7 separate regions of the Mus musculus genome follow, and regions 2, 3, 4, 5, 6 and 7 are each linked to region 1. Evidence: chromatin contacts called from public Hi-C, HiChIP or PLAC-seq and promoter capture Hi-C data. All regions are on one chromosome and are shown on one strand. The core of a region is the stretch at or near the end of the contact, and the rest is flanking DNA. Distances in the headings are between cores, read along the strand shown.

What was found. A called contact is a pair of places that touch in the nucleus more often than the background predicts. HiChIP or PLAC-seq counts read pairs in DNA pulled down with a chosen protein or histone mark. Capture Hi-C pulls out chosen DNA fragments and counts their contacts.
Region 2: a Hi-C map of muscle stem cells shows a contact between it and region 1, with 2.2 times the contacts expected there. The contact joins the enhancer-like site here to the promoter of Anks3 in region 1. A contact is called at or near these places in 2 of 484 Hi-C or Micro-C datasets (CD4 T cells and muscle stem cells), 2 of 115 datasets of contacts at active chromatin or transcription factors (bone marrow-derived macrophages and microglia) and 2 of 9 other capture datasets (liver and pancreatic islet).
Region 3: an H3K4me3 HiChIP or PLAC-seq map of bone marrow-derived macrophages shows a contact between it and region 1, with 6 times the contacts expected there. The contact joins the promoter of Pam16 here to the promoter of Anks3 in region 1. A contact is called at or near these places in 1 of 484 Hi-C or Micro-C datasets (CD4 T cells), 5 of 115 datasets of contacts at active chromatin or transcription factors (bone marrow-derived macrophages, memory CD8 T cells, microglia and 2 more) and 3 of 9 other capture datasets (adipose tissue, embryonic stem cells and liver).
Region 4: a contact with region 1 is called in a Hi-C map of natural killer cells, with 5 times the contacts expected there. The contact joins the promoter of Eef2kmt here to the promoter of Anks3 in region 1. A contact is called at or near these places in 2 of 39 promoter capture datasets (neural stem cells and pre-B cells), 12 of 484 Hi-C or Micro-C datasets (CD4 T cells, CD8 T cells, LSK cells and 5 more), 4 of 115 datasets of contacts at active chromatin or transcription factors (embryonic stem cells, extraembryonic endoderm stem cells and pancreatic cancer cells) and 3 of 9 other capture datasets (adipose tissue, liver and pancreatic islet).
Region 5: a contact with region 1 is called in an H3K27ac HiChIP or PLAC-seq map of embryonic stem cells, with 6 read pairs. The contact joins the enhancer-like site here to the promoter of Anks3 in region 1. A contact is called at or near these places in 8 of 115 datasets of contacts at active chromatin or transcription factors (the SCID.adh cell line, bone marrow-derived macrophages, embryonic stem cells and 1 more) and 5 of 9 other capture datasets (adipose tissue, embryonic stem cells, liver and 2 more).
Region 6: a promoter capture Hi-C map of adipose tissue shows a contact between it and region 1. The contact joins the promoter of Tfap4 here to the promoter of Anks3 in region 1. A contact is called at or near these places in 8 of 484 Hi-C or Micro-C datasets (CD4 T cells, LSK cells, embryonic stem cells and 3 more), 1 of 115 datasets of contacts at active chromatin or transcription factors (memory CD8 T cells) and 2 of 9 other capture datasets (adipose tissue and liver).
Region 7: a contact with region 1 is called in a FOXA1 HiChIP or PLAC-seq map of pancreatic cancer cells. The contact joins the promoter of Glis2 here to the promoter of Anks3 in region 1. A contact is called at or near these places in 1 of 484 Hi-C or Micro-C datasets (embryonic stem cells), 1 of 115 datasets of contacts at active chromatin or transcription factors (pancreatic cancer cells) and 2 of 9 other capture datasets (adipose tissue and liver).

Annotation. Positions count from the first base shown.
Region 1 is chr16:4,962,094-4,965,659 of GRCm38.p6, reverse strand. It overlaps Anks3 (ankyrin repeat and sterile alpha motif domain containing 3), which reads left to right and starts at 1,423. Exons shown (of 17, transcript NM_028301.4): 1 at 1,423-1,540. It also overlaps 4930451G09Rik.
Region 2 is chr16:4,487,313-4,491,257 of GRCm38.p6, reverse strand. It overlaps Srl (sarcalumenin), which reads left to right. Exons shown (of 7, transcript NM_175347.6): 5 at 3,649-3,765. Among named protein-coding and RNA genes, the nearest start is that of Srl, 34 kb to the left of the region's middle. Within about 2 kb of position 1,962, at least 127 of the 459 cell types and tissues checked have an H3K27ac peak or open chromatin away from gene starts, as enhancers often do. A contact at or near this core is called in bone marrow-derived macrophages, microglia and muscle stem cells, where this site is marked.
Region 3 is chr16:4,623,185-4,627,172 of GRCm38.p6, reverse strand. Pam16 (presequence translocase-asssociated motor 16 homolog (S. cerevisiae)) reads left to right here and starts at 2,227. Exons shown (of 5, transcript NM_025571.1): 1 at 2,227-2,322. The coding sequence starts at 2,320. It overlaps Coro7 (coronin 7), which reads left to right. Exons shown (of 28, transcript NM_030205.4): 28 at 1-289. It also overlaps a transcript of Glis2 not described here.
Region 4 is chr16:5,253,863-5,257,709 of GRCm38.p6, reverse strand. Eef2kmt (eukaryotic elongation factor 2 lysine methyltransferase) reads left to right here and starts at 1,754. Exons shown (of 8, transcript NM_027446.2): 1 at 1,754-1,869. The coding sequence starts at 1,774. Gm15983 (a long non-coding RNA gene) reads right to left here and starts at 1,747. Exons shown (of 3, transcript XR_003951974.1): 1 at 1,699-1,747.
Region 5 is chr16:4,701,214-4,704,900 of GRCm38.p6, reverse strand. It overlaps Dnaja3 (DnaJ heat shock protein family (Hsp40) member A3), which reads right to left. Exons shown (of 11, transcript NM_001135112.1): 9 at 3,617-3,687; 10 at 2,593-2,690. Among named protein-coding and RNA genes, the nearest start is that of Nmral1, 16 kb to the left of the region's middle. Within about 2 kb of position 2,005, at least 14 of the 459 cell types and tissues checked have an H3K27ac peak or open chromatin away from gene starts, as enhancers often do. A contact at or near this core is called in embryonic stem cells and liver, where this site is marked.
Region 6 is chr16:4,557,461-4,561,474 of GRCm38.p6, reverse strand. Tfap4 (transcription factor AP4) reads left to right here and starts at 1,755. Exons shown (of 7, transcript NM_031182.2): 1 at 1,755-2,047. The coding sequence starts at 1,959.
Region 7 is chr16:4,592,303-4,596,044 of GRCm38.p6, reverse strand. Glis2 (GLIS family zinc finger 2) reads right to left here and starts at 1,332. Exons shown (of 7, transcript NM_031184.3): 1 at 1,110-1,332. D330022H12Rik (a long non-coding RNA gene) reads left to right here and starts at 1,790. Exons shown (of 2, transcript XR_875867.3): 1 at 1,790-2,613; 2 at 3,328-3,742.

The DNA.
Region 1 (3,566 bases), core at 174-2,673:
AAGCTCTTGCTCACCAGGGACGAGTCTGAATCCAGAGATGGAAGCTGGTTTTTGGCAGCCTCAAGGATGGCATCCCAGGGAGAAACTGGCAAGGACATCACTGCTTTGTCTTTGGATGTCATGGGGGCCAGGACTCAAAGGACACCGTCTGTCATCATCAAGGAGTCCTGTGGAGCACACAAGGTGAGGTGGCAGTGTCTGGGTGTTCAAGGAGAAACTAGCATTGGTAGCCTTCCCAAAGCCTTGATCAGCTGTAGATGAAAATGCACCCGCAAAAATTCTAGTTTCTACCCATTTCCTTCTGGTTCTGCAAACTTATGTCACTTGGTAGCAGGACTGTATGTGTGGGTATGTGCAGTCATGAGTGCACAAGATGGTGGTGTCCTCTACTGCTCTCATAGAGGATCACAATTCAGTTTCCAAAACCACAACTACTTGCAACTTTAACCTCAGGGAGAGCCCGTCTCTGGCGTCCACTCGTATCTGCACTGGAGTACACATACCCACCTTCACACCCATACACATAATTAAAATACAAACTAATTCATTAATATAATTAAAAATAATCTTTAGAATTAGAGGTTTAAGATCCATTATTCAAGAGATTTTTTTTTTTAGTCATCACTCAAATGAGTCTCTATAATCCAGTCGCTGGCTCAGCTCCACCTTTTATATCTCACCCTAAAGAAAACACGTTCAGTCCTCAGGGGCAGAGGGACTTTAGGATTGTGGGTGAAGGCCTAGCAAGCGGACCAAGCAGATCAGCTAACGGTGCCAAACCAGAGCTGCGTCAGAGGAGTGAGTGGGGTCTTAGGGCATTTGAGCAAGGACGGGTGCTTGGCTGTCCTGAATTGGGAACCACAGGTGGAGACGCTTTTGGTATACGCACCAAAAGATGTTTCCTACCAGGGGCTTTGGCGGTAGGACACAGAATCACCGAAGTGAAGGGGGCCGCCCAGGACTGATCGTCCTTTAGGTGTGCAAGGCGGGGAGGGTTGAAGGAAGGCTTGACCCGCAGAGGAAAGAGCATGGAGGAGCTCAGAAGACCGAGCGGCTCAGTGTTTCTCCTCAAAGCCAGTTGGCCCCGCCTCGCCCCGCCCCGCGCCAGGCGTCGTTGTCAAGGGAACTGGAAGGCAGCGGGACGAGGCAGTCCGTGCTAGAGCCGAGGGGAGGGTCTCATTCCCTGCCACCCGCAGCCAGGACCCACCCATCGTCGCGTGGGTTTCCGCGGTCTCCCACTTGCCTCAGCCGCTCCGCCCGCCCACTTGCCTTGTCCCCGTGCTGAGTACGGCCACCCACGGCGGCCTGGCGACTCGCCGCCTGCCTCTCTGCCTCAGGATTGGCTCCCGAGCGAATGGGCCGGTATCTGCCATCTCATGGGCTGCTGTGGCGTGTCAATAACAGAACGTCCGTCACCTTCCCGGGATGCTCTGCGCCGTGCGAGGATTACTTCCGGGGTGGGCCGGGCGCAGGGCTGTCGGCCGGTGAGGGGCGAGCCGCTGTCGCTGGAGGGTGGCCCGGGAACCTGAGGCCTTGCAAGGTAGGCCGGGCCGCGGCAGGGCCCTCTGAGAGGTGGGGCCCAAGGCGCCCTGAGTCTGCTCGGGTGGGCAGCCCTGGCGTTTGCCTGTCGCAGGGTTTGGGGACACGGGCCCGCCGCCGTGGTGCTAAACTAAGGGGTCACGCGAGGTGTCGGCCAGACTGCTGAGCCACACGGGAGCCTGCGGTCGTGCATAGTCGCCGGGACCGCTAGGGTCGGAACTGCGTCGTACATTTGGGCTGCAGGGGCTCCCTCGAGGCCTTCATGGATCTCTTGGAGGAATGACAGTTGCCTCCAGAATAGAATTTTTTTTAAAACTAAGATTTAAGAATTTTAAGAATAACTTATCAGGGCTGCAACTGAAATTCTGAGAGAGAGAGGTGCAGAAGACATAGAAACTTTTATTTTACTTGAATCGATTTTTTGGGGGTGTTGGTTTTTTGAGATTGTGGGCGTGTCTCACTGTGTAGACCAGGCTGGCCACAGACTCACTGAGATCTACCTCCCAGATGCTGAGATTAAAGGCCGGTGCCACTACGCTGGCGGGTTGGATGTTTTTAGTGTAAGCATCTAATGTTACCCAGGTTGTCCTTGAACTCAAAGGCGGTCCTATTGTCTCAGCCCCCCAAGAGCTGGAGTTGCAGGTGTGAGTTCTTCCAGGGTTCTGCTAATCCGCCTATGGTTTCCAGTTTGGGGAAGCACGTGTCCATTCTGTTGGTTCAGACTAGGTTAGGTGCTACTTGAGCGCAGGCCTTGCAGCAGGAGAAGCTGGTGTTTCCAGGATACAGGCCTTGTTTTCACCTTACCAGCCCACACACATCACTCATCGTGAGACTGGCAAACTGTTGTATGTTGTCCTTTTTATAACTTTTAAAAGTAAACTTATGTCCTTGCAAGTTGTGTATATATAGTGCTTATCACTGAGATAGATCCTCAACAATCTTTCTACTTTTTAAAAACATATTTGTTTTAATCTAAGTACACTGTAGTTGTCTGGTGATTGTGAGCCATGTGGTTGCTGGGATTTGAACTCAGGACCTTCAGAAGAGCAGTCAGTGCTCTTGACTGCTGAGCCATCTCTCCAGCCCATCTTTCTACTTTTAAAATATTTTAGTCTCACTAAGTTGCCCAGGCAGGCTTGGGATTTGACTCTTCTGCCTCGTCTGGAAGTTGTGCTGCCAGGCCCAGCTTTCACCAACACAGGATAATGCTAGAGTGTTTAAGGGCCTCGAGGGAATTAGTACCTTCTGGGTCATACTTCCTTCGGGCTTCCTTCTGGGTTCACCAGAACTCTTGAGTATGGATATTGTGGTGCTCTGTATCCTTGAGGCCACTCCTGTGGTGGTCTTGACCCCGAGATGGGACCCAGGTGGGTTCAGTGCCAAAGCCCGGGTCTTCCCACCCTGCTGTTCTACTCTTGACTCTGTTGGGTCAGGTTAGGGTCAGTTCCAACCTCAGCGTAATAACCTTGCCAGAGCACTGCGATATTGTCCCGGAAGGACTCAGCCACTTAAAGTGGCTTGGGATCACTGAGGTGGCCCCCACCAATGCTTAGTACCAGTGACCATTTATCTACGTATGTGGCACAGGCCTTTAATCTCAGCAAAGACAAGTGTATCTGTGCCATCAAGTTTAGTCTGGCCTACACATTGAGTTCTAAGTCATCCAGGGCTACACAGTGGGACCTTGTCTCAAAACAAAACAGTGGCCATTGCACAGGTAAGAGCAGAAAGTGAAACTGAGGCTCTACTCACTGTAAACTGCCGTTATCTCTTCTCCCTTCACCTCCGACCCCCACAGACTTTGCCTTGGTAGGGCTCGGACTCGTGGCTGAAGGCCTTATGCAGAGGGGCACCTGACCTCTCTCAGAACTCTTCCTGTCCTGTACTAGCTTCCTATTGCTCCCAGACTTAAGAATCTGTTAGAAGATAAATGGCTAGGCTTTGGTTTGAGTAGGATTACCCAGAAGAAAGGACTCCTAACCATACACCTGTCATCCTGTGTTCATCTGTTATACATAAAAGGGTTG
Region 2 (3,945 bases), core at 713-3,212, 470 kb after region 1:
CAAAACTATAGGATGTAATAGATTCTTCTAGACATTTCTTCTATATCTATGAATATAGGAATGTCTCTTTCTTCTTACATACATGGGATCATATTATACCAAGTGTGCATATGTATATGTATGTACATGTGTGTGTATACATATAGATGTATGTGCATGCATGCATGACTCACCATTATTCTTTATTGAAGCTTCTTGCCTGTCTTCTAAGAATACACCACGTTCTATACAACCAGAATCTAATTTCTGAGGCACAATAGGTGCTGTACACTTTCTAAATTTTAAAATATAAAGGCAAATATCTGTGAGTTTGAAGCCAGCCTGCTCTACATAGTGAGACGATGGCAGCCAGAGCTCAAAAAGAAAAAAAAAAAAAACAAATGTTTTGGTTTTGGGGGAGGGGGCAGAAAAGCTAGGTGTGATAGCACACACCTTTAATCCCAGCACTCAGGAGGCAGAGGCAGGTGGATCTCTGTGAGTTCAAGGCCATCCTGGTCCACAGAGTGACTTCCAGGACGGCCAGGGCTACACAGAGAAACCTTATCTTGAAAACGACAACAAACAAACGAGTAGGGCTAGCGAGGGGGCTCAGCAAGTAGAAGCACTTGCATCTAAGCGTGAGTTCAGTTCCTGAACGCCACACGGTGGGAGAGAATCAGGCCCCACAAGGCCCTTCTGGCCTCGATACACACACCAAGCTGTGCACCCCCAATACATACATACATACATACATACATACATACATATGTTCCAAAGCTGGGCATGCTGGCTATGCCTGTAGTCTCAGCACTTGTAAGGCTGAGGCAATAGAATGACTAAGGATTTAGAGCCAGCCTGGGCTACAGAATGAATTTCAGGCCACCATAGGCTTTAGAGTGGGATGCTATCTAAACAAAATGAAATTAAACCATTCCAAACACTAGCATAATTCATATATTTTGTGTACAGATATTTGTAAGACATGTTTTGCTTGCTTGTTTGTCCTTAAAATAGTACAGCAAAGGGGTTGACAAGATGGCATAGTAGGCAAATGTACCTGCAGCCCAGACAGCCTTAATTCAATCCCTGGACCTGTATGGTAAGAAAAGAGAACCAACTCCCGTAATTTATCTTCTGGCATACCCCGGCCCCACAAATACATGTTTAAAAATTATTATAGAACACTAGAATTAAGTATTTTAATCATTGTTAGAAAATTGCCTTGAAATACTCCAATCTGTATTCACAAGAACATACCAGAGAATTCTTGTTCCACCATGGTTTGCCATCTTTAAAAGTGTGACTCATTTTTCAGTGCTGGGGACACAACCCCAGACTTTAGATATGCTAAGCAGGTGCCCTGCCACTGAGCTATATCCACAGCTACTCTAACTCCTGGTTTAAAGCTTTCATAATTGTTATTTTTTTCTTTTCAGTTCTGGGGATGGAACCCAGGGCCCTGAGCATCCTAGGCAAGTGCTCTACTACAGAGCTATAACCCCAGCCCTTGTTTTAATTGTAAATCACATGACAAATCTCTTCCTGTGTTACCTGGCAATTTCCATATTAGCCTAATGCCTATTGAGTAGCTGTGTATCTGAGGGCACATTTGTTCCTACTCTACAGAACAGGAATCTAATGCCAGGCAGTGCTGGTTGCCCTGGCCACTGTCAGGACCCCGGCCCCATTCCTTTCCCCAGGGGATGAATGCCCTGTGCTGTCGGTTCCTATACCATTCTTACAGGCCTAAGAGCCCGCCGCCCGCCGCTCCTGCTTCTTCGAGCGCGTGCAGGCCTGGTGTGAGGTCACAGAACAGTGGCTGGCTTTCTTCTGTCCTCTGTACTTGTCTCCCTACTCTGACACCAAGAGTGGCATGACCCTCCCAGGGAAACTCCAAACTTAAAGCCTCAGTGGCCAAGAGGCTGCCAGCTGCCCCTGGATTGGCTCTCAGCAAAGGCCAATTGGCTCTCTTCTGGCTTCCCTTTCTGGACTTGGCTTCTCTGTCCTAATGTCCTGCCAGCTTCCTGCATGCCCCCTATCCTTCAAGCTTATTGCTGGTCTCCCACATATGCCCACAATGCCCCCTGCTGTGCAGAATTGGAACAGCAACACTCGAAGCTCTGTCTCACATAACCAGCGCTGGCTTTTTGGAAAAATCCATAACTGGCATAACTCTCTTGAGATGCCTAATCGCCGTGTTCCCAGGCTGAGTGCCTCTCATGTGTGCTTACACACAAGAGGGAAGGGCCAGCCCACGACTTGTGCTCACCATACAGAAGCCATCATCTTTTAGGACTTTGCTTTACTCCCAAAGGAACAAAACCAGTATATCCAAAAGCCAGGTGCAGAAGGGATTCATGCTATACAAAAATGAATGTACAACACTGGTATACAACACAGTGTATACACAGTAAGGCAGCTGAAAAATGCCAGAAATTAGCATTAGTGTCCAGGGTAGTGGTACACAAATATAGATAGGCCCAGCTACCCTGGAGGCTGAGGCAAGAGAATCACTTGATTCTTGAGCCCAGGACTTTGAGAACATCCTGGGAAATATAACGTCCTCTCAAAAGAAAATAGAAAAAAAAAAAAAAAACCCACCCCAACTGGCCCAGCATTAGTTACCTAATAGAGAGTGTATTGTGGCCTAGACAGACTGGGGCTTTTTGTACTTCAGACTTTTGAGTCAGGACAGTATACAAAATTATAAGAAATAAATTTAAAAAAAGTTTAAGAAAGAAGACTGTATTTTGAGGTCTGTCTGCAGGCTCAGGAAGACAAAAGTCTGGAGAGCACAGGTGCTCAGTGCAGCTAGTTCAGAAAAGAAGTTAGAGGACCAGAAAGCAGCAATAAGAAACAGCATCTCTGTCTACAGCCTCTACCTGCTTCTTTGCCCAGATTTGGTTTTGTTTTCTATTTTTGCAGTAGTGGGGACTGAACCCAGGGCCTCGCACATACTATGTAAATGCTCTGCTAGTGAGCACCCTCCTAAACCACCATCTTTCTTTTGAAGACACTAGAGAATTCTGCTTCTCTCTCTCATACCCCTCTCCAGTAGCCTTGGCAGGGTGTGATTCCTAGCAGGGTGTCTTAGAGGACCTTGGCCTCAGGGACCAAGAATCTAAGGATTCCCAGTTTTCAGTGTTTGGTTTCAGACCCTGGAAGACTTGTCATGGACTAAGACTAATCTGAGCTTGAGGGGAGGATGTGAAGAGCCCCAGTGAAGAGATAAGGAGAGCTGCAAGCTGCAGATGGGCAGAGCCTGGAGCTCGGATGGCTCAACCTTGTCTATGCTTCTCCCATGTCCTTTCTTACTGTTGATTCAGGTAGCAAACTTCAATCTTCGAAATGCAGAAGTTTTGTCCTTTTTGTGAGACATTCTCTAGATTAAGCCAGGAGACTGTTCCCAGCGTGAGCACCAAGCCTGCAATCCAGCCAACTCCTCCTTCTGGTGCAGGCCAAAGATCTGGAAAAGGTCAAAACAATGGCTCCTGGTGTCTTTGGAGTGAATGCTCTTATAAAGCCCCTGACACAGTTTGATCCACACAGAACCCCACAAGCTCTGGATGACAGTGGGGGGACAGGGGGATGCAGAGTGCTTTGGAGAACAGTGCTGTGCCTGTCAAGTAAGAACTGATGTTAGGTCACGTCTGTTTCTGATTCCTGCAGACGGGGAGATTACTTCCAAGCCAATGGTGCTGTTCCTGGGACCGTGGAGTGTTGGCAAATCCACCATGATAAACTACCTCCTTGGGTTAGAAGATACTCGATACCAACTTTATACAGGTGAACACGGGGGGGGGTATAAATTGTGAAAGCAGATGAGAAATTATTGTATGCCTTTATAATATTAGTGGAGATAACATGTAAGAACCGGAAGCTTTGTCACCCCCATGGCAGCACTAGTCATAAAAGCCCAAAGTAGAAACACCTCAAGGGTCCATGGCTGGATGAAGTAGTCTGAGC
Region 3 (3,988 bases), core at 978-3,477, 340 kb after region 1:
TCCCAGTCTTTCTGCTGGTTTCCTCTAATATCTTCAGTTACTACAAGCCAAGCTGTCTTGCCTACTGCACCAGCCCCAGTCAAGGACACTGGGGGCTGGTCCCCCACCAAGCTGTTGGGAGCCGCTTTCTCCTTAGGGGCCTAGGACCATTTGTCCTGCTTCTCCTGGCTTGAGGAGAAAGGGTCTCATGGCGCTAACAGCCTCATTACAGTGGTGTGGACCCCATAACAAACAGCCTATATAGGATATGCTCTGGATGTTTCCAGCAATTAAACTTTTCTAAGCTGGCTGCCTCTTGTGCTGCTCCACTCCCTGGGAATATAGAAAGAAGGATACAGGGATATGAGTGAGCGAGCAAGATTTGGGTCTGTTCCTGTTCGTGCTGGTTTCACTTTGCTACACGTTCCTTGTAATATACAGGAAAGATGGCGCTCCGCTGACTGCAGCTCTGTTACACTAGGGAACCAGTGGTGCATAGGAAAGCAATGAGGAAACGGAAAAGGAGCTGACTTGGGCTCATGGCAGGGTCAGGGCCTGAGGGGGAGATGTTTCCGTTCCTAAAGTGAAAACTAAGATCTGCAGGACCCAATGGCAAGCAAATGGAAGGTCAGCACTGTACGCAGGGAAGGGAGAGTGTGGAGGTAGGTTGGGCACTGGTCTAGGTCAGAGGTTCTCAGGCTGTGGGTCACAAACCCTTTTGGGAGGTCAAGTGACCCTTTCACAGGTGGCTTAACATGTTAGAAAACACAGATATTTACATTACGGTCCATAATAGTAGCCACAAAAATAATTTTATAGTTGGGGGTCACCACAACATGAGGAACTATGTTAAAGGGTTAGGAGAGTTGAGAACCACTAGTCTAGAGGCATCTGACTTAAGGCCATTCACCAAACATACATGAGTACCCATGCCAGGCAGCCGTCCCGGTGCTTGATAGCTAGGAGTAAAGGCATAAATGTCCTGCTCACTGTGAGTGCCTACTCTAGTAGGAGACATAGCAATGATAATAAATGTTAAAAAAAAAAAGAAGAATTATGTCATAGAGCAGTGTCTCTCATCCTTCCTAATGCTGCAGCCCTTTGATACAGTTCCTCATGTTGTGAACCCCAATCATAAAAAATACTTTCATTGCTACTTCATAACTGTAGTTTTGGTACTGTTATATATCACAATGTAAATATTTCTGGAGGTAGAAATTTGCCAAAGGAGTTAAGATGCACAAATTGAGAACTAAGGGGAAAAAAGGAAGCATGAAATGATAATGGAGTCACAAGACCATGTGTTGTTCCGATTCTGAGTCTGTGGACTGTTGAGGAGAAACCCAGACACAAAGTACAGATGAGTAGATTTCAAAGTAGGGACGTGCGTGGCTGCTGGGCAAGAACTGGTCTGATCTGGATGTTGGTCATGGCAAAACTGAACTGTACACTCCAAAAGGTGGAACTGCTTGGTGTGTGAATTACGGCTGTCTTGATGGAACTGTCCCAACACACAGACACACAGACCAGAGAAGGTCTTGTGAGGACTTGACGAGAAGCCTTTGCAAACCAAGCAAAGAAGCTTGACTAGAGACCAAACCTGGCATAAAGATTCCAGAAGCAGCTGGGCAGTGGTGGCGCACGCCTTTTGATACCAGCACTCAGGAGGCAGAGACAGGCAGAATGCAATGAATTCAAGGCCAGCCTGGTCTACAGAGTGAGTTCCAGGACAGCCAGAGTTACACAGAGAAACCCTGTCTCAAAAAAAACAAAACAAACAAAAATCAGAAAAGAATAAACTAAGCATCTGATGTTTAAAGGACACCTCAGACCTTTGAAATCAGGACAGCGTGCTGGGCATGCCACTGTAGTAGGGGACTTGGTGGCCCTCACTGAGGAGATGGCATTAGATTACAAAGTTGACTGAACATGGGCAGAAACAGTTCCTCAGGCGTCTAGGAAAGAGCTTCACCAGAAGGGGCAATGTGAAATAAATCCTATTTTGAAATACCTGGTTCTCTTAAATATTCTAGCGATTTTAACATCCAACCCTATTATACTCTGGTTTATTTCATATGATAGCTTCTTCCTAAGTGTTTTGGGAAAATGAAGGGAAGGCCACCAAACTGCACCAAGTCTGGGGCCGCCCACTGGTCCTCTGGCCCCGAGGCAGGCTCCGCCCACATGCGCGGTGCCGCGAGAGTCACGCCTCTGGAAACGCGTCGCGTCCTTGCGCACGCGCTCTCCGGTCTCCCTTGACCTCTGACCCACCAGCAACCCTTGAGCTGGTCCCACTGGGTCGGGAAGCGGCACCCGTCCCCCTAAAGTGGAGCGTCCGCCATGGTGAGGCCCGGGATGGGGTGTTCGGGAAGGGAGGTCAAATCGGAGTCCAGCAGCGGGCTCTGGTCCTGATGCCGTGAGCCCCCCGGGTTCCTCACAGGAAGCAGAGTCTGTAGCGTGGCGCCCGGTCGGTCGTTGGTGCCCGGGCAGTGACGACCGCGGACCGGGGAATCGAGGCTCGGTTGGCGGAAAGCTCCCGGCCAATCCCGGCCTGTGCGTTCCCTGCCTCGGCGTGCGCGGTCCGCTGTGGGCAGTGGGAGGAGACGGTCGTTGACTGGGCCGGCTCCTGAGTGGCAGGACTCGGCGATATTGGTGTTGTGTCGCTTGGCTTTTAACCGCGTTTGACAGTTGGCTCATCCAAGGAAGTGGTAGACCTGAGACTTGCTAGAATTGAAACCAGAAAGGCTGAGCGTTTTGGCACCATTGGCACCTGAAAGTTGCCCGCAGGTTCTTGAGATTTGCCCCTAAGTGATTGGAAGGTTAGGGAAGCCTATTTATCTGTTTGTTTGAGACTAAGTACCACTATGTATATAGATAGTGTGGCTCGCCCGGAACGCCCTATGTGCTCAAGCTGGCTTTAAACTCACTGAGATCCTTTTGTCTCTGCCTCTGGCTCCCAAGGGCTGGCAGTAAAGGTGTGCGCCATCTCACCCAGCTGGGAGCATCTTCCTTGACCATGGGAAAGTAGGTAGTAGTTAACCGCTCACAATGCGTTGTCTGGAGCTGAAGCTTTATGTAGATTGTCATTTAAGCCTTCTCAATCGTCCCCATTTTAATTTAAGGGATTTGAAGCTCAGAGAATTTGACTTTTCCAAGCTCATCTTTCCCACAAGAGTCAGTTTGGCCCCAGCTTTGTTCGTGTTCTGTTCTGAGACTAAACATTTGCCACTATATTATTCCTTGTAATTAGGTCGCTGCCATTTAGTAAGAACCTTTGTTGGTTCCTCGTGGAACTCGGTCTTTAGCGTGCATTCTCCACATTCCACCTTGAACTTACCTCAGCTGCTCGTGTAAGGCTTATACTTGTAAACCCAGCACTTGAAAGGCTGGGCCAGGAAGATCAGGAATTTGTGAGTTCCAGGGCAACTTTAGTACATAGGGCTGAGAGTATAGCTCAGTGTTGCAGTGCTTGCCCACCACAGGTAAAAGGCCTTAAATCCATCCCCAGATGGATTTCTCATCCAAAAGAGGATGAGAAAGTACTGTTGGAAGGTGAGGTAAGAGGAGCCTAGAAGATTACCCCTGGGAGTCCGATTATGTCTAATTTTGTCAGGTCCTTAGGAATGGCCCAGGTTTGGGTTGGGGTACTGTCATGCTTTATAACTCAAACCCTCCTGCCTCCGCTTCCCAAGGACACTACTACCACCATGCCTTGGCAGTGTTGAGTCTCTGACAGTGTCTAGATAGGAAGGAGGTCAGTGCAGTGCATCAGAGGTGGGGCACTGTGCAAGAACTGGGCCCCCGCCAGAGCCTTTCCTCAGCATTGGAGGCATACAGAAATCCTGCCTGGGGAGTGGACTGTATGAGACTGTAGCTTTGACCAAACAGAGCTAAGAGTGACTTGATTAAAGTGTTGATTCATGAACAATCATGTTCTTTCAGATATGTGCTGTTCAGGCCAGTAGGGACCCAGAAACACTGTCATAAATGCCATTGTAGTGCCCACCTT
Region 4 (3,847 bases), core at 505-3,004, 290 kb before region 1:
TTCTGTAGCAGCAGTGATCAATCACTAATATGAGTGATGTACAAGTGTATCTCTCTGGTTCCCATTTCTTGTATCACCAATTGCAGGCAGGGAACTGATCAAAATGGCACAGGCAAGTGAGCGCCCCGGAGGCCACTCTAAGCCAGCCTTCCTCAGTCACCAGGTCCCATGCTCCTTGGGTGAGTGCAGCATGAGGAATATGCAATGTGAGTCACAGTAATAGTCCAGCATGGCGGCACACACCGAGAAGCCTGGGTGCTTTGGAGGCTGAGGCAGGAGCATCACTGCAAGGTTCGGGCCAAGACGGGCTACAAAGAGAATACCAACCTAGCCAGGTCTGCATAGCAAGACACTGTAAAACAAACCAATAATGCTACTTCAATAACTCAGTGGGTATAGGCACTTGCCAAATGGCTTGAGTTCAACCCACATGGTAGAAGGAAAGAACCAACTTCTTCAAGCCATCCTCTGACTTCTATTTATGTGTGGTGGATCACAAACACACACATACACAAATAATCAATGTAAAGAAATTAAAAGGCAAAATCCCACAGAAACAATCATAGTTCATTTTATTTAAATCAAGTCAGCTCAGGGAATAAAAGACCAATCCCATCTTGGTCCCCTATGCTGGCCTGGATTTTTGGAGGGTCACAGACCTGACTGTAATTAATTCCCTTCTGTTGTTCTCCAAAACAAACCTCAGGATTTCTTGTCTAAAGGAGGTAATGGGATACAATCTGTCCCCTTCATCAACATTCTGCAAGTATATTTAACAAGCTAGCTCTAGAAGCTTCCAAATGGAGATTTTGAGACATTTGCTAAACTGAACTGTTACACCTTGAATGACAGTGCACACTTGGAGGACAACAGGGGTGGCTTGCCAGTGTCCTGCCTTTCAACTCTAGGGACTTTGAACAGAATACTCTGCCACCCACTGCAGCTAACTCCCACTCTTAGTTCAGATTCTATTCCTTGCAAGATGAAACAAAACTCCTGCTGGAAGCCTCTGCAATTCTGTGCACTAATTTTCAGAGCAGATACTGTTACTGTTATATGTGTGTGTGTGTGTGAACACATATACACAAATAACGTAAAGAAATTAAAAGATGAAACCCCACAGAAACAATCTCAGTTCATTTTATTTAAATGAACCCAGTTCAGGGAATAAAGACCAACTCCTTGGTCCCCTATGCTGACCTGGCTTCGTGGATGTGTGTGTGTACACGCGCGCACTCGCGCGTGTGCGTGCGCAGGTAGGCTGAAGGATCCCAGGTATCACTTCCTAACACCCAGGTGGGGTTAGACCCCTCCAAAAATCTTCCTCGGCTACTTCGAGGGCAGACCCACCCTAGCCTCGCCCCCGGCTGATCTGAGCTCGCCCCAGACCACCCAAAGACAACCGGCTAAGAGTTGCTCAACCTCAATCTCAGCCCCACCCCCATTCCCGCTCGGGCCCACCTTCCAACCCCCAGTTCCTGCCAAGGACCGCCCTCTGAGCCCCGCCCCCAAGCCAGTCTAGGCTTCGCCTCCAAGTTGCCAGCTCCAGCTCCAGGAACTGTTTAAAACGCTCCCCAGTCAGGCCCAACCCGGCCCGGTCCGCCTCTAACCCTGCCCCACCGTACTCCCCGCCCCGCGGGCACCATCTTGCCCCGCCTCCTGGGCCGGAACATAGACTAGCCCCCGCCCACATCTTACCTCCTAGTTGCCACGCCTCCTCCGTCTCAGGCCTCGCTTCCGCCCGTTTCCAGGCAACCCTGGCCCTGCCCCGCGATGGCGCCTGAGGACCACGAGGGGGCCACGTCTCTGCTGCAGAGTTTCGAGCGCCGCTTCCTGGCGGCTCGCGCGCTGCCCTCCTTTCCCTGGCAGGTGGGCGGCGGGCGTGCGGCGGGTATCAGGGTCGAGCACCACGGGCGGCGGGGCCGGGAGTCTCGGGCCGCCTTTGCTCACCGCTGGACTGGGGGAGGCAGGCGGGCCCTTCCCCGGCAGGGTTTACAGGGTCACGAACCGGGCTGGATTATTTTAGCAACTTTTAAGCCAGTAATCGGTCATCTTGGCGACTGCAAAACAACTTTGAAAAACTAAACGTCTTCAAATGGCAAGAGCCGCGCTCTCCTGAAAAGGAGGCCAGGTCCCCATCCGAAGGGCAGGCTTCAGGCAGAACCGTCTCAGAGGGAGTTCGGACTGAAAATGGTGCTTCCCTGTGGCCTGGGGACCTGCAGCTCGGACGCGAGGATCCTTTAGAGCGTGCCTCGCTGTTAACTCTTGTGCGGTGAGCTCACCGGCATGAGTTACTATAGATTTGTATTCCTCCAGAGTCTACCCGGTTTCGTTGGGTGGTTTGGGTAGTTGTATTATTTCATCGACATAAAATATCTCTGGTCTTAACGCAAAACGAAACCCGAATAACATATAAGTCCTTATTCAATGTCAACTGTAATAATAGTTCATGTGCTGTGCTAAGTACTTGCTCAGGGTCACCCACAGTGCACAGCACTGGCGTCTGTGGTCACTCCATTTGACCAGGAGTTTAAGAAGGAAAGAATCAGAGCTCTGGCCGGGGAGGCCAGCTTCCTGCTTATAGTTCTAATTCAACCCCCTGTGTGCTGTGGGACTTTACAAGAGGCTACATCTCTGTGCCATCATTTCTAATTAATACAGTAAAGGATACAATGATAGCAGCCTCTTGCTACTAAACAGCTGGACTTCTTTTCCTTTGCCCAGCTAGAAATCATAGATAGACAAAAAGTTCTGGGAGTGCTGATCTCTGCTGACTGTGTTTTTCTGTGCCGGCTGTAGGCAGACAAGACCAGTAATTGCAGGTTTCTTGAGTGTAGGGCCCTTGGCCCTCCGGGAGTTCTTAGGACATTTTTGGCTGCGAGCTTCCCAGCAGGCCAAGGTATTGGATTTCTTCAGCCCTTGGCAGCAGCCCTTAGAAACATACAGCTCTTGTGCAGGTCTTGGAAGTGCGGATTCATTAGCTCTTGACCATGGCCAGCCTGTCTGCTTTTACAATTCTGCCGTCCACTGTTGAGCCTTGACTGGGTCTGCTTTCTCCTTGTTACCCCCGCAGCCCGCACTACTAAAGTAGGCAAGAGACTCTTCCCAGGAGGTAGCGCGGGAGGGTTCCTTACAGTCTACTCCCTCTTTGACCACAGCAGCAGGCTGTGTAGGTGTCTGAACCAATCACGGCTTTGCCTCTTGTTCCATCCCAGCCATCCTTCCGCTACGCCACTAGGGGGCGTGCTCCCCTCTGTCCCACAGGAAATGAGTGCAGAGCAATACACTGTACACCCAGGTTTGTAACAGCAAAAAGTTTCAAACAGCCCCGGCTGAGCCCGCAGCTTCAGCAGTCATGACAATCAGGTCTGGTTGTCTAAGGGTGTTTATGGAGTGTTCAGGCAGCCAAGGCTGGTATAAGCTGTCAGACTGACAATCCTTTTGCTGAAGGCAACCAAGGTAGAAAGGGAGAGTCCCACAGCTCCAAATTAGGGAGTCATACTGCCCCATCCCCCAAACTGTAGCTTATGTATAGGAGAATGAACATAAGAGCGCTTCTACCAAGAACCTAAAGACTATCATGAACACGAATTGTGGACTTAACCGCCTGATTACTGTTGCTCCTGTATACTGTTGGCAGCCCCTCCTGTATCTCACTTTGTGGGAGTACGTGGGTACAAACCCTGACTTCCACCTGACTGTGGAAGTGCACTGAGTGCCTCCTAGCAGTTACTGGGTCAGTAAGTATTTACTGAATGCCGTCCATGAGCTGCACACCAGGGCACATCATAACACATGAGAAGCCAGCCCTAAAACAGTAAGGAACCAGAAGACACCAGGCAAAACC
Region 5 (3,687 bases), core at 756-3,255, 260 kb after region 1:
TCTGAAGACAGCTACAGTGTACTTAGAAAGAAAGAAAGAAAGAAGGAAGGAAGGAAGGAAGGAAGGAAGGAAGGAAAGAAAAAAAGAAAGAAGTGCCACCAGTGGTGACTTACAGTGTCAACACATTATGTCTGTCATCATTTACCAAGGAAATGAAATGTATTTTATCTTAGAAGACTCAGGAGGTATAGGGAGCCCATGGTTTATAGATGTGTTGATGTGTTAAGAGTCCTTTATGTTACTTAACCCTTTACATATTACAAAAGGAAATGCTCAGAACTGAGCAGAGAGCTGTGCAGGCTCTGGCTCTGGCTCTGTGTGAAGCGTGGAGCTCAGCTGTGTCCTGGCAGCTTTGTCCACCACCCAGACTGTTTTAAAGCATTTTTTTTTTGAAAAAGAGAAATGTGTGTGTGTGTATAGCCTTGGCTATCCTGGAACCAGCTCTGTAGACCAGGCTGGCCTAGAACTCACACATCCGCCTGCCTCTGCCTCCTGAGTGCTGGGATAAAGGTGTGTACCATCACTGCCCATCTACATTTTTCTTTTTCCTTAAAGATTATAATTACTTTTTATGTGTATAGCTATTTTGTCTGCATGTACATATGTGCACCACGTGCTTGCCTGGTGCCCATGGAGAAGACCATAATAAGTCATTGAATTCCCTGGAATTTGAGTTAGAAATGGTTCTAAGCCTCCAAGTGGGTGTCAGAAACCAAATCCAGGTCCTCTGTAAGAGCAGCGATGTCTCTGAGTCACCTCTGCAGCTCCCAATAGCACCGGCCTCACTGAGCGCGTTGCTTACAGCACTCCTTTCCGTGTGCCCACTCAGAGTGAGCTGTGCTCCTGCTGTCTGTCCTGCATCTAGATGCTGCATCAACTACCCCAGGGAGATGGATGTGAACAATGTCTACTCACCCCAGATGGGCACAGACACAGGAAAGCAGTTCCAACTATGTCCAGCTTGAGGGAACCAATGTGTTTTTTGGGTTTACTTGCAGACATGGATGAGGGGTTGCTTACAGGAACATTGGTGATGCCCAAATGTTCTCAATGCAGAAAAGTCCTACACATGGTCAATGACCTAACAGACTGCATCGTGGAGTCCCCTGTCAGTTAGCATTCCAGAGAACACATGCTATGGAGTAGAATTAGATACAGCCAGCAGGAGGTGCTGGAGGGAGGGAAGGAGGGAGCCTCATGACCCTCTCCCCAACCCATCTCTGCAAGATTATCAAAAAGCCCATTGGTTTTTGGTTTTGAGACCTCAGGGATTTTAGGTTAGCACTTTATCAACTGAGCTGCTTTACAAAATCAAATCTGGGAGTCAAACTCCCAAAGAGATGCGATTTTGAAAACAATGACAACAGAGGTTAATGGAAGAAAATAGTAAGGACATTCTAAAAAGGATGGACTGTTCCTGTCCCCATCTGCGCCCTGCCCTGCAGAACAGGAGCTCCTGTGTACAGAGCAAATCTCGTGTATTATGAAACCTTGGGGACTTGTCATGAAGTTATAGGCACACAATCAGAGTTCTATGGAATAACTTGTCCCACTTCCTATTTAGCTTAAAAGAGAACACAAGAACTGGTATGGTGGACCAAGCCTGAATCCCAGCTCTCAGAAGCCTAAGCAGTAGGATCTCATGTTACATGCCACCAAGACCATCTCAAACAAGCAAACATGAGTGAAAAACAAAGAGAAAAGTTTATGCATTATGCATCTAAACACTAAAATAAATATCATTTGGTGTTTGGTCAAGCTATAAACAGGGCTCTTGTTCTTAACAGGAGCTCAACAAAACTTCCAGGGAAGGCTGCTGGGATTTCCACTTCCACTACTGTCTCTTCCCTCTGAGAACTCCAAATCCTCCCTCTAATCTGCTGGAAAAGCTGCCCTAGCTCTGAATACTGGCTATAAACCACCACACACTAATATAAGGCCACTCCAGATCTGAGGACTCTGTTCAGGTTCCCACAAAAACAAAATGATGCAATGAGGTAGAAACACGTGCAGCTGGGCACAGCCTGTCCTGACCTGTCCTGACCTGTCCTGTCCTGTCCTGACCTGTCCTGACCTATATCAATCAACAGAAGCTTCACCTGAGAAACAGCCTCAGGGGCACAGGAAAGCTCCAGCCCACACATCAACCACTTGTGTCTGAGTTCATGACATCTGAGCCTAGGCAACAAATCTGTTCATCAAGTGGGAGGTAGTATCTTTATACTGTTGTCAGCACTGTTTACTTTGGACTCCTAGTAAAGTGTCTATAGCTCTGTTCAATTCATCTCCCCCTTAAACTATTACAAAGAATTCTTGGAGGTAATTGCCCAAAGTCACAGGGCAAGTGGCAGAACCAAGGCTAGAACTCAGGAAACAACTTTTAGGCACAGCTGCCGGGCAGCAAGTGCTCCTGGGCTTTCTTAAATATATGGATGCAGTGAATAGGAGACGCACCCATGAGAGATGGCTGTATACCCACGAGTCCCCTCTTCCAATGACTTTTGGGGGCCTATGAAAACTCAAGTTCTGAAATGTCTGTCAATAGAGACTCAGAGGTCCCTCACACCGCCATGTCAGTCCCAGGTACCTTACCAGTGCTTGTGTGGGTGACTCCATTAACCGTCCCCTCCACGTCAGTCTCATCCTCGGCATAGCTCAGGATCAGGTTCTGCTGCCTACTGCTCAGCCTCCTGTGAACCAACAACAGTTAGTGGCCGAGCACTTCCTCCAGGCAGCCCTTGAAAGCACATAAGCACATACATGTCTGACTCGCGCAGAGGCACGCACTGAGCCAGTGGTGAGGAACTGATGGCCAAGTCAACGTTTCAGAAAAGGGCTCTAGCCAGCCTACACATGGCAAGTGTGGCTCTGGCAGGCCTTACCCTTCACTATTCTCTCTTCCTTGCAAAACTGTTAGATCACATTCCTAAAGCTAGCCATCAAGGCCTATTCCCTTATTTGGCCACTTCCTCCTCCTGACGCTGACCACCAAGGTTCAACTATCAAAGAATTGGAGTACAGCAATCAAAATTAAACACCTCATCCTAACACGGGGGGGGGGTCCCCTTTACCTTTATAGACAGTCATTTGCCTATGACATGTCTGCCTCTATCCATGCCCCTCACCCTTATTCCCTTCCCTTTCTTGGGGTACCTTGTGCTAATGCTGGTCCTTTGAGCTTCTCTCTGAAACCCTGAGTTGTTTAAACTGTCATCACTGCTAAGCAGATGCTCACAGGTTGGGGTGCACATGTTATGTGTGTTTGTCAGGCAACAGGTGAGAAACCAATCTCACAAAAGGGACAAGAGCTGACACTGGCTTCCTGAGAGGAACAGGCACAGCACATGTTGGGTGCCACAGCATTAAGCCCAGAACACATCAGGAGTTCAGCAGCTCCTGTGTCATTCATTCCACAACTCAATGAGGCCAACTTACTATAGCCAATGCTCAGATGGGAATCAGGTCAGACGAAACTGGTTCCAAGGAAGAAAAAACTTGCCCAAGCCAAGAGCTCAAAGGGCAACTGAACTGCTGGGTGCTGGGCCTGGCAGCTAAAAGACTCAAAGGATGCCTGTTTGCCGGAACAGTTTTGGCCATAGTCTTACTGAATACTTACTTTGGAACTCTGATCTTGATGTGAATGTAGTGGTCACCATAGCCATAGCTATTAATCCGGGGGATGCCTTT
Region 6 (4,014 bases), core at 506-3,005, 400 kb after region 1:
ATCTTTACCTATAAAGCCATTTCACCTGCCTTCCTGATTTTTTCTTCTCCCATTTCTTTGTCTTTTTTTTTTTTTTTTTTTTCCCCGAGACAGGGTTTCTCTGTATAGCCCTGGCTGTCCTGGAACTCACTTTGTAGACCAGGCTGGCCTCGAACTCAGTAATCCACCTGCCTCTGCCTCCCAAGTGCTGGGATTAAAGGCATGCGCTACCACCGCCTTGCTTCTTTGTCTTTTTTAGAGGCACGATCGTATCTTCGATCTCCAAGCGCTAGAATTCTGGATTACAGGTGTGCAACTGCACAGCCCAGCCGGCTAGGAAGTGCTGCTTTTCAAGTTACGTGTCCCTGGGATTAGATGCTAATTGATCTGGCATCTACAGTTAGAGATCAGGTTGGTAATATTGAACAATGTTTTCTAATAATACCCAACAATTGTTATAAATAGAAGTATTTCAACTAAGAGGCTCGATTTGGGTGGAACCTTGGAAGGCAGCGAATGGGTCTGGGAAAGGCGCTGAGCTGGAGCGAGGACATTCCGAGGCAGGCGTGGGCTTCCTGAGCCTGGGGCCAAGCCCTCCAGGAGTCTGGGGAGGGCCGGGACCGGAAGGTGGGGGCGTGTCAGAGGACGGAAGCTCACCCCTAAAACGTCCCCTCCCTTGCCCCAGACCACCACTCCCCCCCCATTGTAGAGCGCGCCCTCTGGCGGTGGAGCAAGTTTTATCCCGCCTTCCCCATGAATGAGAAGCTGCAGCCCGCTGCGCGCGAAGTCGGAAAGTAAGGTAGTGAAAGAGGCAAGACAGGACCTGGCAGCCACCACCAGACCTCTAATGGATATTCGGACCGCGCTGGCAGCCTGCCTCAGGGCCGCTGCTGTTCTGGCTTGCCTCCGCCCTTCCCTTCCTTCCCACTTGCTCTCTCTTCCTATGGCAGCCCCAAACATCCGAGGTACCTTGCGCACCTGCCTGTACCCTTCGCAATCTAATTTCCTAGCACCAGTCAGAGTTTGGGCCAGGCAGCCACCTGGGTAAAGACGGAGGGAGGAGGCTGGCGGGTGGTCAGAGTCAGCCCCAAGTTACTTGTGGGAAACAGTGGCTATGACGCAAGTTTCCAGGGGGCCCGGGTCGGCTCGAAAGGGAGCGCGCCAGAGTGGCTCTGCTCCGCTCCGTGCAGTGGCAATTATGAAAATGCAAAAGCCTGAAGCACACACCCAAAAGAGCCTTCCCTTTGCTGCTGCAGCCCCGCCCAGCGCGTCCTCCAGGATAGCGGTGCGCAAAGACCCCGCACTGGGCAGTCCTCACCGGACCCTGGACTGCACAGACTGGGATCCCGTGCGGTGGGGCTGGCCTTTTTTTTTTTTTTTTTTTTTTTTTTTTTCTTTTTAGCTACGCTTGCCAACCTGTCAGCTGATGGACCTCATCACCCATAGTGGCGCATGTAGCTGGGCCGCTGTTCACTCCATTCACATCGTGTCCCCCCACAGCCAGCTGTCGACCCCTGATTCCTGATCCCAGGGTTAAGTCTGCAGACCCATGTAGTAGTCGGTCCCAAGGAGCTTGCGCCCTTCTCGCCCCAGCATCCAGTCGCCCTGGGGGGGGCGCTGCAAATAGTCCTTTGTTTACATGCAATTCCTTACTCCGCGGAAGGAGGCCGGGGAGTGCTGAGTTTTCACCAGCTGTTTCCCGCCTTGAAACAGACATCTGATCAGCTGCAAACACACACACACACACACACACACACACACACACACATACACACGCCCGGGGAGGCAGGCTGGAGAGACCTCCCGCCCGCCCCTCCCGCCCGCCTCCCTCCCCTCGCCGCTGCTGCTGCTGCCGCCAGCATCTGGGACCGGCCGATTCTGCACCTCCGTCCGGCGCTGCCCTTTGATTCGGATTTCCATCTTGCATTCTCCGGCTGACCGCGAGACCTGGCTCGTGCACAGGAGGGGGGCCTATCGCTATGGAGTATTTCATGGTGCCCACTCAGAAGGTGCCCTCTTTGCAACATTTCAGGAAAACAGAGAAAGAAGTGATAGGAGGGCTCTGTAGGTGTGTACTGCTCCTCCCCCCAACCCCTTCTTCCCATTGCAGCCCCCGGCCAGCCCGCCCGGGCGGGTGCGCGTGTGCGCACGCATGGCTCGCGCCTCCGAGCTCGCTCGCCTTTCTTAGCTACTGGGTCCGCTGCAGTCTCTGGAACCCTGCTTGCGTTGCCTAGGGACCCTCTTCCCTTGGAACGTGGGGACCCCGAGAGGTTCTGTCCACTTTTGTCCGCTGCAGGCGGGCGAGTCGCGACGTTTGTAAATTGCAAACAGACCCACGTGGTGCTGCAGCAGTCCCGGCCATGCTTGCTGCTGGTGGCTTTCACCCAGCGCTTCCTCCTCCCCCCGCCAGCTTTGGCTTCCTTCCTTTTCCTTGCTTACTCGCGCTTTCTGGGAACCCTCTTCTAAGGAGGTCGTTTTGGGGGGGGCCCGGAGTGTGCGAGAGGACAGCTACAATGCTGCCATGCCGCGGTTCCAGGCTGCGGGGAGGGGGGGCGGGGAGCCGGGTGGTGTGAACGTTTGCAGAGAACAGGGCTGCAGCAGGGTTGGGGGCGTGCTCGCTCGAGGTTGCGAGGCGTACGTGGACCTTTAGTGGCCATGCTTCAAGCAGGGAAGTTGCGGTCCCCCACACGTTGGCAGTCACTAGTCGCACGTTCTCCGCCCGCGCTCGGGTGCTGTTTACTAGCGAGGCCTGGACGTGACTCTGCAGCCCTCTTGGAGTAGGCGGGCCTCTGCGCGCACGACCTCACGGGAGCTGTAGTTCTCTATGCCGGGTCGGTGCTGCATTGTGGGACTTGTAGGCGCTTCGGGGCCACGCTTTACTTGCACAAAGCTCGGCCGTAACCAACTAGGTGGGCTAAGCAGGCCAGGTGGGGAGGCCTTTTGATGAGGGTGCGTCTTAGGTTGCTTCAGGGCTCTAGTCTACTTCCTGTTGCATATGGGTCTGCAAACTTTGCTGTCCCACTTCTGTTCCTCAGTCATAAATGCAAAGCGTTGAATCTCCTGGTCGGGTGGGTGGTCGGAGGTCTCTCTTGAGATACCCCTTAGTGAGCTTGATCCTACCTAGGTTGCCCCAGATCCACTCGCTACTAAATCGCGATTGACCAGTGGCCGAATCTCTCTTAAACTCTTGTTAAATCGTCATGTCTGAGATTTCTATTGCCGGCCCTGGTATCTGCTCATTGAACCCTACAAGCCGGCTGGGTCCGGGCGGGGATGGTGGTGGTGCACGCAAGGAGAGGTTTCTCCAGCGCGCTTAAGTTTGAAACCGACGATCTCTTTCCTGCCTGCCGTGCTACTCTAGGAGCGTAATGGCTCCCCAGGGCTGGGGCCACGTGCTCCGACACCCCAGCCAGGCAGGGCTGGGGCTGGAGGAGGAGGAGCCCGCTGAGTGGCATAGGCTGGTTGGTAGACAGCAACGCCTGTGGGGCAGGTTGCTGCATAGGTATAAAATCCAGGTAGGGATCCCACTTTACTTTCAAGTTGAGAGCCAATACCTAGGGCCTGTTGGTGGGTCTAGCAGCTGGCAGCCCCCTCTAATCCCCCCCCCCCCAGCTGGCACTAAGATACGGTTCACCTGAGGGCCCAGCAGGTACAAAACAGCAGTAACTAAACTCTTGGACACTAAATATTCTGGGGACCTACTTGCTAGAATTTTCTCTTCGAATCACTACAATCTTGCTGTGAGTCCATTTGTTTTCTGATTTCTTTGTAAAGCTGGAGAAGCTTTATAAAGCTAAGAAGGCACCAGTTAGAGCAGATATTCAGCTGGACTCGATTCCTAAGTTTGCTGTTGTGCTGGCTCCTCTGAGCTGGCTTGGGGAGTGGGGAGTGAAGCCTGATTAGCTCCATATTCTGGAGAGGTCATTCTGGTGCTGGTCCTGCATTGGCTTTGACAGTAGGAACCTCTGGTTGCTATGCCTAAGCCTTTCGGTACTCTTGTCTTCACTCGGTCCCTTTCTCCAGACCTGTGTTGCT
Region 7 (3,742 bases), core at 83-2,582, 370 kb after region 1:
TCCTGGGTGCCAGGACAACAGGGAGACAGCCGTGCAGGGTGCCTGCCACCGAAGCCCAAGACGCAGGCCCTAGCCCTGGCCAGACCCATGGGAGCTCAAGTCTTGGTAGGGCCACTGGCTAGCCTGACTGCCCCCTTGGTGTCAAGCATTCCCTCTAGAGCCAAGATCTTGGGCCCTGATGGCTGGGGGCCCAGGGCTCCTCCCAGCATCCCTTCCAGCTTCCCAGGCCCCAGGGCAGGGCTGGGCAACTCCCTGCAACCAGTGCTTCCCCGCCACCCTCTGGCTGGGCTGGGCGGGCCCTCCTGGGTAGGCAGACAGGCAGCATGCTGCCCTGCTGTGGCCTGAGTATCCCACTGGGTAGGGCAGTGTGCCAAGGCGTCCAGGTGCCAGCCTGGATTCCAGCCCCATCCTAGGGGGCCTGCGGGGAGGTGCAAGCATCATCCTGGTAGGAGGGGGATGCACCTGCCTCGTCACCTCTTTTCCAGACCCATCCTGAGGATGCAATCACTCACCCTCTCCATCCAGCCAGGTCCCTCACCTGCTTCCATCCACCCTTCAGGAGTGGACCAAAGGCTACACAATATTCCAACTCCTAGTGCTGAATCAAGGGACGCCCCCCTCTCTGCCTCCCCCAAGGCTTGTTAAGGGTAGTGAGAGCAGGACTTTACCCAGAAAGGGAGGGTACCTTCCAAATAACCCGAGCTCACCGGTGAGCAAAGGTGGCTGCCAGATGCCCCATACAACTTCATGCCCAGGCTTCGGGTGGCCCCCTCTCACCTCGCAGAGCACCCCTACTGAAGACGCCCAACTTCCCCAGTGAAGTTTGCGCCCGCCCCGGGCCGGGCCACAGTTCAGCTCGGCCCCCAAACAGAAGGAGGGAAGGAAAGAGAAAAAAGACGGTGAAATCGAAGGACCCAGCCAGGGAGCCGGCGAGAAAGGGAGAGCGCAAAACCAACGAGCGCAGGGGCCTCAGCGAGGGCTCACAATGGCCCGGAGCAAGGCGCGGACGCGGGAGGGGGAGGCGACCCTCTGGTTACGCTGCCCCGCGCACCAGGCAAGTCCCTGGCCCAGCCCGCGTCCTCCCGGCGCGACGCCCGGGGGCTTCCTACCTCGGCTGCCGGGCTGACTGGCTCCGGCTGCGGGTTCCGGCGGTCCTGGGGCAGCGGGGAGCGGGCGAGGGGGAGGGCCGGGGCGGGCGGGGGCCGGGGCGCGAGGCTTACGGGGCACGGGCTCCCCTGGCGCCGCGCGGCACCCGGCCGCTCCGCCACATCTGCAGCTCGGGGCAGGGAAGGTGGCCGCGGCGGCCGGGCTGTGCGGGGATGTCTTTGCAAGGGAGGGAGGAGAGGAGAGGAGGGAGGGGGTGGGAGGAGGGACTGGCGGCCTTGGAGGAGGGCGAAGAGGAGGGGCGCGGGGGGCGGCCTCCCTCCCTCCCTCCCTCGCGGCTCGCTCGCTCGCTCCCGCCCTCCCTACAAACCCCTCTCACTACTGCGGCCCCAGGCCCGGAGCGCCAGCTGCCAGACGGAGCGTGCGCGGGGGGTGGAGGGTGGGGGTGGGGGGAGGCTGGGCCCGGGGAGGGGAGGAGAGCGGACGGCCGCAGGAGCGGGCACCGGAGGGAAGGGGGAGCGAAGGAGGGAGCCCCGCCACGGCAGAGACGCGCGTCCTCCTCGACTCCCCCCCCCCCCATCCCCGCCTGCCGCGGTCCCGCCCCCAGCCCGAGGGCAGCGCTAGGACAAGGCCTGGGGGGCGGGGGGCAGGGCGAGATATCCCGCCCCTGGGGGAAGCCTGGGAGAGGGGCGGGCGAACCGGCCAGGAGGAAAAGCCCCAAGGACCGGGAAGATGGAGGCGGCCGCAGCGGGCGAGGGGCGGGGACCCTCGCCTCCCCCTGCGGGGTCACCTTGGCCAGGGCCCCCGCGGCCCTTGGCTGCCGCGGAGGTGATAGAAATGCCTCTTGGAAGGCCCTGATTTCCCCGCCCAGTCCAGATCCAGGACCGCGCAGGCAAAGGCCTTTCAATTCCGACAGGTTCGAGGCCACGCTTCTCTCTTCCAGCTTTGCCTTGTCTTCAGCCTCAGTTGCCCTCCTGGTGAAATAAGCACAAGGCCTGGCACAACCAATCCAGGATTCCGTTATCTTGGTGACATCCGCCTGGACAACCTGGGTCCCCTAATCTGAGCGCCGCCGGGGTCATCGCACTTGGCGTCAGTAAGTTCAATGAGTTGGTCACTGAAAAGTGGATGTAAGTCAGTAACGCTTGCACACCGCAGCCAAGCTGTTTCCCACCTTTTCCTGGGAAGCTCAGACTTGGCGTTCTTTAGTGTTTTCTTTGGGCGAGTCTTGAGTCCACGCCTAATATCTTTTTACCTGTCTGGTGACAAATCTCAGTTCAAAAAGACAGCCCTCCTGATCCGAAGTTGGACTTGAACTCAGGAAACGAAAAGGCACTTCAAAGTCAGCATCACCAGTAGGTGAAGTACTGACTCCGGGTTGGAAATCTGTTATTCGGGCATTTGATGCCTCGGTCTGCGCCAGAGCCACATCAAGACATGAATCTTGATCATGGGGCATCCCCATTCCCAGGCACTGCTCTTGGCACACGCTCCTGGTCTGGTGCGAAGGTAGGCACATAATTGGTGCTCCTGATGTGGTGATCAAATGGATACGTAGTCAGTGCTCTTAACTGATTATGTAGTCATGATGGGTGCTTCGGTTTGAACGAAGACACATATTAGATTCTTATGATCTTTTAATACATGAAAGGGATTTAGGAAGAGGTCGGTTCACCAGGAGTAAGGCGGGGATAATGCCCCCCCACCCCCATTTCCCCTGTGTGGATAATGTCGCAGTGCTGCCGGGTTAAATATTAGCTGGCAGATGGACCCGGAGAAGGCCAGCTCTGGGACCTAAAGCTTGCTTCCAGGAAGAGGCTGTTAAAGGGCCGCCGAACATCACTAGAGTCTGAGGCGAGGGACTGCAAAGCGCCCTCTCCCGGCATCTTGAATCTGCAATTTAGTTATTCTGTTATTCTGTTAACCCAGCCCTAGTGCAGTATCTCACCTAAGCTGACTACAGGAACTGAGGCACATCGGTAGTGTGAAACTGGTGTACTAGTTAGTATAAATCTGTTTAGAAAAAGGAAAAAAAAAAGCTTATTCAGGAGCTAAAGTAGTTCAGCACGTGTTCCTAGGTTCAGTCCCTGATAACGGGGGAAAAAAGTATCATTGGGGGACACCAGGTGCTGTGCCATTTTAGCGACAAAAGGCCAACAACCTCAGTTGAGGAATGCTTGAGCCTAAGAAACTTCAGAGTGTTTTTCTTTGTTTTGTTCCCAGGGAGAATTCAGACTGGAATCCAAGGCTGGGTGGTGAGGCATGACCCCTCCTCACTGCAATCTGGGAACATGGAGGTACACTTACTATAAACTAGGCAAGTGGTCCCTTAGATGTCAAGCCTGGTCCAGTTTCACAACCTAGCTGGTGTCCTCGTAACTACTGAGAGAGAAAAAAGTAAACAAAATTTGGATGTTTTCTGCAAAACCAACAAGATTAAACACAGAAGCCTGAAATCCCAGCACTTGGGAGGACCACCACAAGTTGGAGGTTGGCCTGAATTACATAGTGAATTCCAGGGCCACCTGGGCTATGTATAAAGTGAGATCTTTATCAGCATTTAAAAATAATGTGTTCAAAGCCAGCCTGGTTTACATAACAAGTCCCAAGACAATCAGGGCCACATAGAGTGAGCCTG